Linked DNA regions of Mus musculus: region 2 is linked to region 1. The links are chromatin contacts, called in public HiChIP or PLAC-seq maps. All regions are on one chromosome and are shown on one strand. Each heading gives the region's core, a stretch centred on a gene start, on an enhancer-like site or on the middle of the called end of the contact. The rest is flanking DNA. Distances are from core to core; before and after follow the strand shown. Region 1 overlaps Gm12576 (a long non-coding RNA gene). Region 2 overlaps Mmp28 (matrix metallopeptidase 28 (epilysin)).

What was found. HiChIP or PLAC-seq counts read pairs in DNA pulled down with a chosen protein or histone mark.
Region 2: an HNF4G HiChIP or PLAC-seq map of pancreatic cancer cells shows a contact between it and region 1. The contact joins two enhancer-like sites. A contact is called at or near these places in 1 of 39 promoter capture datasets (the C10 cell line) and 2 of 115 datasets of contacts at active chromatin or transcription factors (bone marrow-derived macrophages and pancreatic cancer cells).

Annotation. Positions count from the first base shown.
Region 1 is chr11:83,816,570-83,823,150 of GRCm38.p6, reverse strand. Gm12576 (a long non-coding RNA gene) reads left to right here. Exons shown (of 4, transcript XR_388929.3): 3 at 2,708-2,843. Among named protein-coding and RNA genes, the nearest start is that of Gm38934, 8.8 kb to the right of the region's middle. Within about 2 kb of position 3,555, at least 39 of the 459 cell types and tissues checked have an H3K27ac peak or open chromatin away from gene starts, as enhancers often do. A contact at or near this core is called in pancreatic cancer cells, where this site is marked.
Region 2 is chr11:83,452,522-83,459,581 of GRCm38.p6, reverse strand. The region is part of intron 1 of Mmp28 (matrix metallopeptidase 28 (epilysin)); the gene reads left to right. Among named protein-coding and RNA genes, the nearest start is that of Mmp28, 7.0 kb to the left of the region's middle. Within about 2 kb of position 1,446, at least 79 of the 459 cell types and tissues checked have an H3K27ac peak or open chromatin away from gene starts, as enhancers often do. A contact at or near this core is called in pancreatic cancer cells, where this site is marked.

The DNA of each region.
Region 1 (6,581 bases), core at 2,306-4,805:
TCAAGGGTAGAACATGTCCCTAACCCCCAGGCTCTCTGTCTTTCTGTCTGTGTCTGTCTCTCCCTCTCTCTGCCTCTCTCTCTCTCTCTCTCTCTCTCTCTCTCTCTCTCTCTCTCTCTCTCTCTCTTTCTCTGTCTCTCTCAGGAACAAGCACTCTGATGGGCAGTTGCTAAGAGTCAGCAGAAGATTGCCATTGACAGAACAGCAGGTAGCAGAATACGCTGAAAGAGATTAGGAAACATATGTATTTGAAATATTTAAAGCAAGCCAAGAATGGAATAGTAAAAAGGAAAAAAAAGGGGGGGGGGAGGTGAACATTTAAAAGAGAAAATACAGTTACTGAAACTCCAAACTTAAGAGACCAGAAAGATGATGAACAGTTACAAATGAAGAAAGATCTGGTGACCCCTTGTTAGCTAGGGTAGGCAGGCCTATAGTCCCAGTGCAGAGGAGGAGGCAGGAGGGTTTCAAATACCAGGCTGTTGTGTGACAAAACTTTTTCTAGGGAGATGCAGCACACACCCATCTATTCATCCCAGATAGGGAGCCCATGACAGACTCAGGTACAGATACCACCAAAGTCCTATTTAGTAAACCATGAGTTTTATTGGGGCTACTTACAGAAGCAGAAATGACTCAAAGACAGCTGCATCATCGCCTCCCCTCCCCGCCCCTATCATGGATGACAGCTCACAAAGCTGAGAACCCGGAGCACACTGTACAGCCTGCAGGCAGCTCAGCAGGTTGGAGAATGTTCTTTCCAAGAGACTCTAGTCTACATCTCTTGCAGGCAGCCATGCCAGCTTCTGCTTCTCCCAGGCAACTGGTCCGGTCTCAGAGTCCATTTAGCTTGGCTCCTTCTTTGCTTTTGCTTCAGTTCAGGTTGTCTGAGAATCTTGTTGGTGGCTGTTCTTTTCCCCAGGTCTGTTTGATTGTTTGTTTGTTTGTTTGTTTTGTTTTTTTCAAGACAGGGTTTCTCTGTATAGCCCAGGCTGTCCTGGAACTCACTTTGTAGACCAGGCTGGCCTCGGACTCAGGAATCTGCCTGCCTCTGCCTCCCGAGTGCTGGGATTAAAGGCATGTGCCACCACCGCCAGGCTTTCCCCAGGTCTTAAAGGGAAGTTTGAAAAAAAATTTTTAATTGCTTACTCAGGCAGGGAGGAGCCTAGTGAATCTGGTCAGTTTCAGGGAATTCCTGGAGTTATTTTGAGTTATTTACCTTCCTGTTTAAGGAGCTTCCCTGAAGGATAGGTTGTTTCAATCTCAAAGGAAACTGTTACACAACATGGGCTAATCTAGGCTGCAAAATCCTATCTCAAAAACAAAAAAACAAAAAACAAAAAACAAAACAAAACAAAACCGGGTGGTGTGTGTGTGTGTGTGTTTATTTGAAGTAGGGGCTCACTATCTAGCTTTGGTTGGCCTTGAACTCTCCATGTAGTTCAGCCTGGCCTTGAACTCTCAGAGATCCAGTTGCCTGTTTCCTGAGTGCTGGGATAAAAGTTGTGCCCCACCACATCTATCCTCTAAACACATTTCTGACTGACAGCAGATTTCTTATCAGCTACTAAAGATGCCAGAACCCAGTGGGAGTAAACTTGAAAATGCACAAGAAGAACAGCCACTCACATACAGATTCATAGCTAAGGTGTAGTCAAGACTGAAAACAATATAAAGACTTTTCTCAGATAGAGAAGAGCTTATCTGTCATAATCCCTCAGTGAGAGAATTACTAAAGGATGTGCTTTGAAGACAGCTGATCCTATATGAAGTGGCACTTAAGAACCAACACAAACAAAAAATAAATACATAATTGTATAGTCATATTTAAATAATATTGACTATAAATTATTTCATACAATAATTTTGTTGGATTACAAAAATAAGATGACACCGAAGAACTATAACATGGTACAAACTTGGGAAGGACTGAAGTTTCTACATCTGGGGGAAAGAAGTTGGAGATATTAACACTACACTAATATTTCAAAGAAGTTGGAGATATTAATATTATACTAATATTTCAAAGAAGTTGGAGATATTAACACTACACTAATATTTCAAGGGTTCTTTACCTAAGGTAGTGAGGGGGACAAGAAGTAGAATGGAGGGTTTCCAAACTGAAAGGAAATAAAGTGAGTAAGATTTTATTGTTAAAGTGGAAAGAGAGACATGGACCAAAGAAGTAAAGATTAAAATAAGTAGAGGCTGGAAGGAAGGCTCAGTGGTTAAGCGCAATGGATGCTCTTCCAGAGGACCCAAGTTTGATTCCCAGCTCCCATATGTTGGCTCACAAAGATCTTTAACTGTAGTCCTACCCTCTTTGGGCAACCTTGGGAACCAGGCACAGATATGGTGTTCAGATATACATGTAGGCAAAGCAAAGCTCTCATACGTGTTAAATCAATCAATCAATCAATCAGTCAATCAATCAATCTTTTTTTAAAAAAATATTAAAATGGATTCCACTAATGGAGACAATTCTAATCGGATGAAACCTGACATTTCTGAGCTCACACTTAGTGTCAGACTCTATGCTGGGATAGAAAAGATAAACAACTTCTTCCCTAAGCTCAGTCTAGCTGGGGACAACTAGAAGTGATGTGTCATGAGAGGGCAAGCAGTGCCTGGAGGCTGGGGGTGGCACACAGGGAGGAAGCCAGGGATGGCTTTCTGAAGATGGTGAGACCTTTGCTTCATCCTGAAGGATGAGTGAGAAGTCAGAAGAAATAGCACGTACCAGGCCGGCGTGACAGCTCAGCTCGTGACAAAGGCATGGAACAGGGCCCAGTCTGCTCACAGTCTTCTTTTGTTACGGATGAGGAGTTTGAAGCTCCAAAAAGGTAAGGAGACTGCCCCAGGGGTCGCCCTGCTAATTGGTAGCAGAACTGGAATCTGTCCTAAAGACTCATTCACACACACACACACACACACACCCCTCAGAAGGCCCCCCAGTGCCTTAGGTTTGCTCCAGAAGGGCTAGAGACTGCATGGTGTTGAGGTTTCAGAAGACTTTGAGGAGGTACTGCCTGTGGGTGTGGGTGCTGGATCTGTCTCTGGCCTGTGCCAGGCTGGAGCAGAGCCAGGAACCCGGGCAATTTTCAAGACTGAGCTGCCTGGCTCACCCCAAGGAAGCCTCTGCCTCCAGCCACCTCACCGACGCTGGGTTTAATCATTAACTCCAGGTTCACAGGGCTGAAGCTGGAGTGCACAGGGTCTGGGGAGCAGCCTGGGTCTCCAAGGAGCCAGGAGAAAGATGGCTCAGGAGGAGAAGAAGGGGGCAAAGTTTAGAATGCGCTTGCTCATCCCTGAATGGATACACCCTGAGCACAGGGACAAGGTTCTGATTGTGACTGTCGATTTTGCTGGAGTTTAAACAGTGGTTTTTGTAAGCTTGATTTCAGGGCATCCATTCAATGTTCATTGAACGTTGTACTTCTGTCTGCTGCAGCCTTCATCCTGTGGGATAAGAATTTACTTCTATGAGCATTAAATGTAGCTCATAGAGAGCAGGACTCTTTCTTCCCATCAGCCTCAGTGCCTGGCACAGCCTGGAATATGATCAATGCTGATTAAATATTTGCTGAGTGAATGAAACCCAACTCTGCCTAAAAGTATTTTTAAATGTCCCCTTTAGAAAAGAAATGGGCACTAATTTTTTACTATTACTATTATTATTATTACTATTATTATTATTGAGACAAAGTCTGACTCTGTAGCCCAGGCTGCCTTGGAGCCCTTAGCAACTTACCTGCTTCAGCTCTCCAAGACTGGGGTTACACAGATGAAACATCATACTAACTTGTTTTTATTTTTATTTTTTTGAGGCAGAGTATCACTACATTGCCCAGGTTACAGTCAAACCTGCTACTCTCCTGCTTCAGTTTCTTCAGTGTTGGGACTACACGTTTGCACCATCAAGCCAAACGGCTGATTTTATTTAAAAAAAAACAAAAACAAAAACAAAAACAAAACTTCAATAGAGCAGGACATGGTGGATCATTCTTTTTATCCTAACACTCAGGAGACAAAGGCAGGTGGAGCTCTGTGAGTTCAAGGCCAGTCTCGTCTACATAGAGAGTCCCAGGCCAGCCAGGGGCACAGTGAGACCCTGCCAAACAAACAAACAAACAAACCAGCAGCAATAGTAAAAAGTTCAGTGGAGGTTTGCACTTGTATAGTAGCCGAGTCTAGGTGAAGTCCCCTGGTCTCAAGCAGGTGGCAGTCTTCTCCCCTTTGTCCCTAACGTCTGAGAAAAGACAGAGTATGGCTGAAACTGCTTAAGCGTTCTCCAGACACGGGTGTTATTCAAGCACGAGGCCACATTTGACTGCGGAAAAGAAAGCCCCATGGGGCAATAAAGGTAACTGCCCCTTGTCATTTCTGGGATCTTGCAATGGGAAAGACTGTTAGCAGAAATACTGCTCTGACCTGGGAGTGCAATCGCTTAAAAGGTATTTGTGTATTCTGCCAAAGCAAAAGTCCAAAACCAGACAAACAAACACCACCTTCCGTTTGAGAAGTAAGATGCAGGTGGCAACAAGACTTCTATCTCAGGCTGATTCACCTACTTCCTGGTGGGTAGATACGGCCACATCTTCTTCACATGGTATTTGTGAGGACTTAATGGCTGAATGGCATGGGAAACCCTTGGCAGCTAGAAGATGCTCACACACAGTGCAGATGCCTTCTGTCTCTTGAAAGTAAGATCATCTCCTAGAACCAGGTATGGAGATATAGTCCGCTCCCGGAAGCCATGTGAACGTGGGCATCAGGTCAGAGTTGAGGCTCGCTCTGCTGATGGGGCCTCAAATGTAAACATTTGTTGGTATTGTGTGGCTGTAGGGGATGCTGGGGGAAGAAATTCCCTTTGCAGGAATAGCCACTGTCCTGGAAGAGCCAGAATACCTTGTTGGACCTGGGCCAAGAAAGCTGACTCTCCTCCCCCAGCCAAATCTGTCTCAGGCTGTGGAGGAAACTGGCCAATGTCAGGGAGCCTCCATTGGTGCTGCCTCTGGGTGGTTTACCTTAGCAGGGTGGTGACATATATAGTGTGACCAATTTGCCTTCACCCCATTTTACCACTGGAACGTCCTCAGAGTTCTGAAAGTCTTTTAAGGTTCTAGCTCTCTACCGTAGTCACCATCAGGAGGTAAATCTGTTCAGAAAGGACCCCCGGCATCCTCCTTACCCTCAGCTCAGCCCACAGTTGCTGAGAACTCCCTGACCACCTGATGTCTCTCCCTGCCCCTCCTCCTTTAAGTCTCACCCTCTCACCCTAAAATCTGAGATGAAATGAAAGGTAAATTGCCAAGGGAGGTCCTCTCCCGCGGCAGATTTCCTGTCTTTGCTTGTGAGCACGGAGACCCCGAGTGGGGAGGCCAATGGCAGAGCACTCTCCCAGAACCAGCCCTGGGGTGACAGGTGTATCAGAGAGTAACTCCTTCAATGGTGGGGGAGGGAAGAATTAAAAAAAAAAAAAAAAGAGGAGGTAGAAAGATCCTAAAGGCTGCCCTTGTTTTTCTCTATGCCACCCAACTTGAAACTGCCTCCAGGAACAGAGAAGGGGGGAGGGGAGAAAGAGGAGAGAGAGAGAGAGAGAGAGAGAGAGAGAGAGAGAGAGAGAGAGGGAGAGGGAGAGAGAGAGAGAGAGAGAGAGAGGTGGGAGTGGGAGAAAGAGACAGGGAGGGGGAAATCAAAGAAAATTGCAAAAGTCAATGGGCTGGAACCAGAGGTAGCCTCAGCAACTGCAGTGTGACTTTGATTCTCCTATCATAACTCTGAATTAAAAATTCAGGCAATTATCTGCATGGCTTCCTTCTGATTAGAATGAGCCGGAGCCTCATTAATGCATCGGCACAGAGGAAAGCCATTAGGGTCTGTGAAATGGAATGTTTCTCTGAGAACAGGTTCCGCTTGATGTAAAATGCCCAGCAAAAAGAAATTTCACACATTTTTAAGCTCAGAGTCACAGGACGGCACCCTGCTTCAGGGCTACAGACCATGCCACAGCCATTCCTTCGCAGCTGGCACTGGGTGAAAGCCATCTTTGTCTCCCAGCCTCTCTGCTACCCTCCATGAATGCTCTTGGGTGCGGGGAGGTGAGGGTCCTGACGTGTCGACTCAGCCTGGATCCCCAGTCTCAAGGACCCTGAACCATGACGAGTACCTGAGCTGTCTGGGAACTGACTGTCCTCCTCTGCAGAAGAACTAGAAGCCTGCTCAAGACAGCGAAGGTTCTAGGCTCCAGAAAAGATCAAAATAGCTGCGTAGCCTCAACCAAATTGGTATTGATCCTTGTGATGACCTGGGCATCCCAAAGTAATGCAAGCAGGGTCTGGAGAAGTTGAGCTAGCCTTCGAGGCTGGTTGATGGAGAGGGGTGATGGTTTGGAGGGAAGGAAGGAACTTTTGTCTAGTCGCTCAGGTTATAGGAAACAGAGCTCCCGGTTATATACAATGTTATTGCCCGGAGCCTGTCTGGGTAGTTACCCTTTAGTCTTTAGAATGGAAAATGAAATACAAAACAAAAGGAGAAACCTGGAGCCTAGTTTTAACATCTTGAGCGTCTGATAACTCCTG
Region 2 (7,060 bases), core at 197-2,696, 360 kb after region 1:
TTCCCAGTCTAAAATGTGGTATTTGTGGAGTTGGGGAGTTTGAACATTTCTAACCCAATAAAGAGTAGAACAAAGCCAGCCATGGTGGCACACACGTTTAATCTCAGCATTTAAGAGGCAGAGGCAGGCAGATCTCCGAGTTCATGGCTAGCCTGGTCTACAGGGCAGCCAGGACTACACAGTCAAACCCTGTCTAAAAAAAAAAAGAAACCCAAAACAAAACAAAGAGCAGAATAAATATACATTAAAAACAACCACCAGCCGGGCGGTGGCGGCACACATCTTTAATCCCAGCACTTGGGAGGCAGAGGCAGGGGGATTTCTGAGTTCGAGGCCAGCCTGGTCTACAAAGTGAGTTCCAGGACAGCCAGGGCTACACAGAGAAACCCTGTTTCGAAAAAAACAACCTCCCCCCAAAAAACCAACCACCAATGGTATCCTGGTGGCACATAATTTATTCCCAGCACTCAAGAGGCAGAGGCATGCTCATCTCTCCTAGTTCAAGGCTACAAAGCAAGTTCAAGGACAGACTGCCAAAGCTACAAGAGAACTCTCAAAAAAAGTCTCAAAGATTAAATAAATAAATATGTAACAAAAGCAGCTGGATTTTTGCGCAGTGGTAAAGTGATTGTCTAATAAGTAGGTAGGAGATCCTTGGTTTTATCTGTTTTATCTGTGCCTGTGTGGCTGTGCATCTCTTAGGGGTGTGGGTGTGCATGTACATGTGTATGTGTGTGCATTCGTGTGTACAAGCACCTGCCTGTGCAGCCATATCTGTGTGTATAGTTTTTGTTTAACTTGGAGGTATTGTTTCGTTTTTATTGAGACAGGGTCTTGCTTTGTAGCTTTGTGGCCTTAAGCTTATAATCCTTCTGCTTTAACCTCCCAGTGTTGGGATTGTAGGTCATGTCCACTTGAATGTGTCTGTCACATCTGTTCCTGTATCCGGTGTGTCTGTGTCTGTTTCCCTGTGTGCACACAGAGCAATAAAGCTAAGGGCTTTCCAGAGTGGGCTTTGCCTGGGAGGAGATTTACTGCTTTGAAAATGTTATGAACAAGTTCATTGTTGTCCAGTTAGGAAAACTGGAGCTACGCACAATACTCCTAAGTAGGAAGGGTCCCCAGCGCTGAGTTGCAAGACTGGGTTAACGAATGACATCACCTCCCTGGCCCCCATTCCCAGCCAGGTTCTGTCCTATGTTAGGCGACAAACTCTCCCAAGGGATCTATCTACCCTTAGCTTTTTTACAACAACCAGACTACTAAGTGATCTCATGACCTGCCTTCCACACAGTGACCTCCCCATAACTGCACAGCAACCCCCAGTGTGCAGTACAAGAAGCTGGACTGTTTATTTCTCCGGAGACTTTCTTAGGCTTCTGTAGAGTGTTGACGCCAAGATGTAGTGTCTTTCTCATACCCCAGAGCCATTCATTTGACTTTTGTGAGTCAGAAACTAGAAGCCTGGGCGTGGAAACCAGTCCCAGGAGCTCAGCATAGTGACTCATGAATAAAGGGTAAATAGAAATGCAAGAAGAAGTCCCAAAGGATCACAGAGGACCACAAGTCGATGGAAAAGCATTTACCAGCCCAGCTTGAGAACAAAAAAAAAATCAAAAAGCTGTGGAGTGGAAGCAGGACCCCAGTGAGGAGAATCCGTTGAGCTTCTCTTTAAACGCAGGCATGGCTAGGGCATTATCTGGCGCCCTGAACTTAGCCCTGCAAACCGAGTAAGAACCACATCTACATAAAAGGCAGTTCTACACTAGAAAGAGTGTAATCCTAACCCTTTGGGGGCTTAGGCAAGAGGATTAATAGTTCAAGGCCTGCCTAGCTACAGAGTTAGACTTTGTCTCTAAGAAAGGGATAGAATAAGATTGAATCTTGATGGAAATTAGCCAGCCAATAATTTCCATCTTGCCTAAAGTCAAAAAAGAAAAACTCCTTCAGGTGTTATCTAGGCTACACTTGGACAGAACCTTGTGAATGGCAGGAATGGGTCAAGGAGAGGAGTCAGTCAGATGGGAGGGAAAAGCCTGGGTCCGAGTCACAGGAGAAGGCTGGGCTGATCCCCCTCCCCCTTCACCCCGCCCTCTCCACGGCCAGGCAGGAGCCAGCGAAGCAGAACAATCTTGAAGCAGACATTGGCGGTTTTGAAGAACACGGTCCAGTACTGTTGGGAACCTGTGGCTTGTCAATTGATCTGTTAGGGTGTGCACAGAAGATTGTCCTGGGCTCCATCGGACAACAATGGAGTCCACTGTCCAAGCAGTTCCTCCTGTCTGCCCTACTTCCTTGCAGAAGAAAACCCCAGCTTCACCTCTAGTATCTCTGAGAGCCACTACTCCCAGGTCCAGGTTGGGAGAGCTGCTTACCTCATTCCTCCACACCCCCACATAGAAGCTGCGGGATCACTAATGTAGATGTCAACACAACCCCTGGGCTAGTTCTCAGAGGGTCTGGATTCAACTATTGGGTCTACCCTCATTAGGTAGTGTCACTTCAACACGATGCCTGCTCCCCTGACTGTCCTTTAACATAGGAGTAAGTTTGCCTGTACTTGCTATCTTCCTGTAAGGTGGCTACAAGGTTCAGAGGAGGCATAACGTCTAGAAAGCTCCGCAGGTTTGAAGGACTGCTTGGGCTCCTGGTCATGAGAGACCCTTTTTATATAGGTCAAGGCAGAACACCAGCTGCTGTCCTTACATCTTAACTTGGCTAGTAGCTAGAGGTACACGTGCGGGATAAGAAGTAGAATATGACATGGAGCCCAGTGTGGCGGTCCACATCTGTGGTCCTAGCACTCAGGAGTTAGAGGCAGGAAGATTGCTGCAAGTTCCAGGCCAACCAGTACGTCAAGAAGCACCACCCCCTTTTGACAAGAGAAAGAAAAGGAAGAAAAGTAGATGGCCTAGCACATGAGTAAAACAATATGGTTTCTGCACGAATCTGTCATTTTGCAATTTTTAAATGCTGTGTGTGTGTGTGCGCGCGCGCACATCCACTTGCACATGTGTATGGGTGTGTGCTTTCGTGTGTGTACATGCATGTGCATGTTCCTGTGTGTGTGTGCGTGTGTGCTCATGCCACTGTGATACTATGCACCTGTGGGGGTCAAAGGATAGCCTACAGGAGCCGATTCTCTCTCCCCATTACTTGGGTCCTGGGGATCAGACTCAGGTCCAGTTCAGTGGTGAGTGTCTACCCGCTGGGACATCTTGCCAGCCTCTTTGCTTTATTTTTGTTTCTGAAATTGATGCAGAGAGTGTTTAAGAGGCTGATGACTAGAGTGCCCTGGCAAAGGTCCCTTCTGCCAGTAAAGCCCTGTGGCCACAGAAGTTAAAATTCCGTTCTTAGTGGGACAACGTCCCTCGAGTTTCCCCAGAGCATCTCACTCAAGTTTGTGGTGAGGGCAGTCAGGCAGTGGTCTCCCACCTGATGTCTACTGGGGCAGAGTGGTTAGACAGTTCTGTCAGAGTATATACACACGGGTCGTTTATCTGCAACGACAGTTAGGGCTGGGATAGCTCTAGGGCTCTAATCCAGTCCTACGTTTGTTAGGGGAATCTGAGGTCCAGAGAATAACAGGCCTGAGGACACAGCAGCAGCAGCAGGGACTCAGCGACTCTCAGTCCAGTGACTCAGTCCTTGACTCTGCCTCATTAGCGAGCTCAGAAATGGCCAGAATTTCCCCTTCCAAACAGGCTGAGCTAGACACACACCCTTTCATGACAAGTAGGGACCCATACTGGAGATCCTCTAGAGTGGCGGTCCCACCCAGCCTGTGAGCATGCTCATTTTACCCAGGCACCACTGCCACTCCCAAGGACATTCAGAAATGACTCCCCAGGAAAGTGGCACCATCCTTACACAAGACAGGCCAGGCATGTTGGCACAAGTTTTTAGGCTAAAACAGAGTGAATCACCTAAAGGGCAAGGCCCTCAGCTTCCTTTCCCTTTAGATGGAGCCTTGGGCTACCTAGGAGAGAGAACAGGCAAGCAGAGACCAAGGAAGAGAGACAAACAGTTGCTTGAACTTCCAGGTAGGGAGGAGCTGCCGGGCACCACCTTCAGAAAGTGGGGGAAGGGATAACCCTGGGGAGATCTCAGAGTCCCTAAGACACACAAGCCAAGCCTCAGAAAATGGAAGCCAGGAGGAGAGATTCAGACCCCAAAGGAGCAAGAATGAGGCCCAGTGTTCATTTACCAGTCTGGGTCTTGTGGGACTCCTTTGTTTCCCACTGTCGAGCAGTTATCTACCCACCTTACTGCTAGTCTTTCTCCTATGTAAGGTTGGGCATTTCTCTAATCCTGGCAGAGACTGAGGCACAGAAACATAGCAAAGAGGGTTAGGACAGTTCCAGGGGCAGAAGTCTGCATATGTATCTATCGCCTCTCTCCTCTACTGCCCAGAACTTCAGAGTACTAACAGTCGCAAGGGGGCCCCTTCCCGTATGTCATTTTAAATGTCTAAATATGTGTTGTTATGCATAAGCATGAATGTCCATAAATCTGGATGATCTCCATTATAATACTTGAGTGCTGTTATGGAAATATAAAATGTCAAATTCTTAAAATGCATTTTTCTCATTCTCTGGTGCCTCAGCTTGGCTGGTGTCCTGGGCGTGTGTTCTTTCTCCTTAATGGGAATTCAACTCTGCAAAGCCACTGCAGAGGCCAGCATTTCCCCCTCTAACGACCCCTGAACCTGCCTCTGCCCCAACTTGTTGTCAGAGTACCAAGCAGTGCAGCCCAGCCAGGAAACCGGGGCCCCACCACACAACTTCCCCTCCTCTCCCTGTCCCAGAACTTCAGCCAACTCCCTGATAAAGTCTGGGCGGGACTGTGGGGAGCGACACAAGGGAGTGCCATCCAGGCTGACCTGTGGCCTGGTCTCCTGACAGGCACTGGTCCAGCTAAAGGGCTTCCTTGTAAATTCCTCTTTCCAGCCACATCAAAGAAAGGGGAGGGGGCAAGGAGGAGAGCCCAAGCCTGGCTGAAGTGAAGCAAGTGCCAGGTAGCAGTCCCTGAACAGAGCACTGAGGTCCAGGTGGGCTGAGTTCCAAGCCTACAGTTAATTTTCCCTGCTAAAGAGAACTAGTAGAATCAGCACTTGCTGGGCATTAACATTCTGTCTGTCACTCTGCCAGATGTTCATGGCTTTATTATTATTTTTTTAAGATAGCATCTTACAGTGTGGCTTTGAACTCACTATGCCAAGCTGATCTTGAGCCAAAGACCCCCTGGCTTCGTCTTCCTGAGTATTGTGATCACAGGCATGTACTATCGCACGCTGTACGCATTGTCTGTAGTCCTGAGGATCCTGTGAGGTTCATCTTATTTTCACATTGTAGGAAAACAAAACAAAAGACCAAAAAAACTAAAGCTCGAAGAAATAGTGTCCTGTCACCTAGTAGAGTCAAGGTTAGAAACATGCTTTATCGTCAAGTCGGTCTCCTTTACTCCGATATTCGTCTGAAAATGATGTGCATTACAGAGGGAAAGAAGGAAACAAGAGTGCTGAGACACTAACAAACAAACCGTCCGAGAAACGGCAAGGCTGGGTTGGGAAGTGGTCTGCTGTCCAGCATGATGCTCCTATGGGAAGTGTCTGGTGGAAGTCCGACAGTTGAGGTTAGGGTACCAAAGATGGATGGGAATGTTTCGCTTGCTTTGTTTGGTTTGGTTTTTAAAAATTATTTTTTATTATTTATTTCTTTATCCATCTTGGATTTTTGAGACAGGGTTTCTCTGTATAGCCCTGGCTGTCCTGGAACTCACACTGTAGACCAGGCTGGCCTCAAACTCAGAGACCTGCCTGCCTCTGCCTCCTGAAGTCTGGGATTAAAGGTGTGTGCCAGCACCACCACCGGGTTTGCTTTCGTTTTTTTTAAAAAAAAAAATACTTATTTCTTGTATGTGTATGCACGTGCCTGTTCACCATGTGCCTGCAGGAGCCCACGGAGGTCAGAAGAGGGTGTCAGGTCCCTGGAACTAGAGTTATAGGTGTTTGTGGACCACCATGTGAGCACTGGGGATAGAACCTGGGTCCTCTGCAAGAGCAATATGTTCTCTGAATGCTGAGCCATCTCTCCAGCCCTTGCTTGTTTTTTTCAAGACAGGGTCTAATACAGCCCATGCTAACCTCAAACTTGCTATGTTCTGAGCTTCTTCCCTTGATTCCCAAATGCTGGGCTCACGGGGTTGCACTGAAATTGAAAATACAAAATGGATATAAGAGAAATCAGTGAAGGGGAGGCCTGCCAGTCCTTTGTGAGGCTGGCCTCTTTTCCAGCTGTGTGTGTGACCTGAGGCAGCAGCTATGCCTGGAATTACTTTGAGTTGGTAAATATTGCAAAAAGAGGTAAAGGTAAGAGAAGGAGGAAATGGAAAATTATTCCTATATAGATAAGCCAACAGAGAAGACATTGGGGCTGGTCATGGTGGCACACGCCTTTAATCCCGGCACCCAGGAGGCAGAGACAGCCAGATCTGAGTAAGTTCAAGGCCAGCCCGGTCTACTTAAGTTCTAGGTCAGCCAGAGCTTCCTAGTGATACCCTGCCTCATAGTCTAGCAGTTAAAGGGTTGCTTCTACTCAGTTGGTAGAATGCTTGCTTAACATGAACAATGGACTGTATTCAATCCTCAGCGCCACAAAGATCATTCACAGTGGTGTGTATCTGTAATTCCAGTGCTTAGGAGAGAAAGGTAGGAAATGAGGCCGCTTATCTTCATTCCAGGTCATTCTTGCCTACATAGGGAGCACAGGGCCAGCCTGGGATGGATGAAACCCAAGAAGGAAGAAAATGAGAGTGAGGAAGGGAGAAGGGACTTTTTCCTTCCATATCCAAGGTGTGGTTTATGGGGCTTTATCAATACTCCCGGCAAACAGGAGGCCAACTGCACCAGCTCCCCAGAGGTTAGATCTGATGATGGCTGAGGTAATGAGTCACCCTCTTTTCTCAACTGGCACCAAGAACTTGGCCACTAGGTGACTGTTTTCCATCTATGTGAGGGCGCGCAGGCCATAAAAGGCCGGGGGACCATGAAACATTCTCT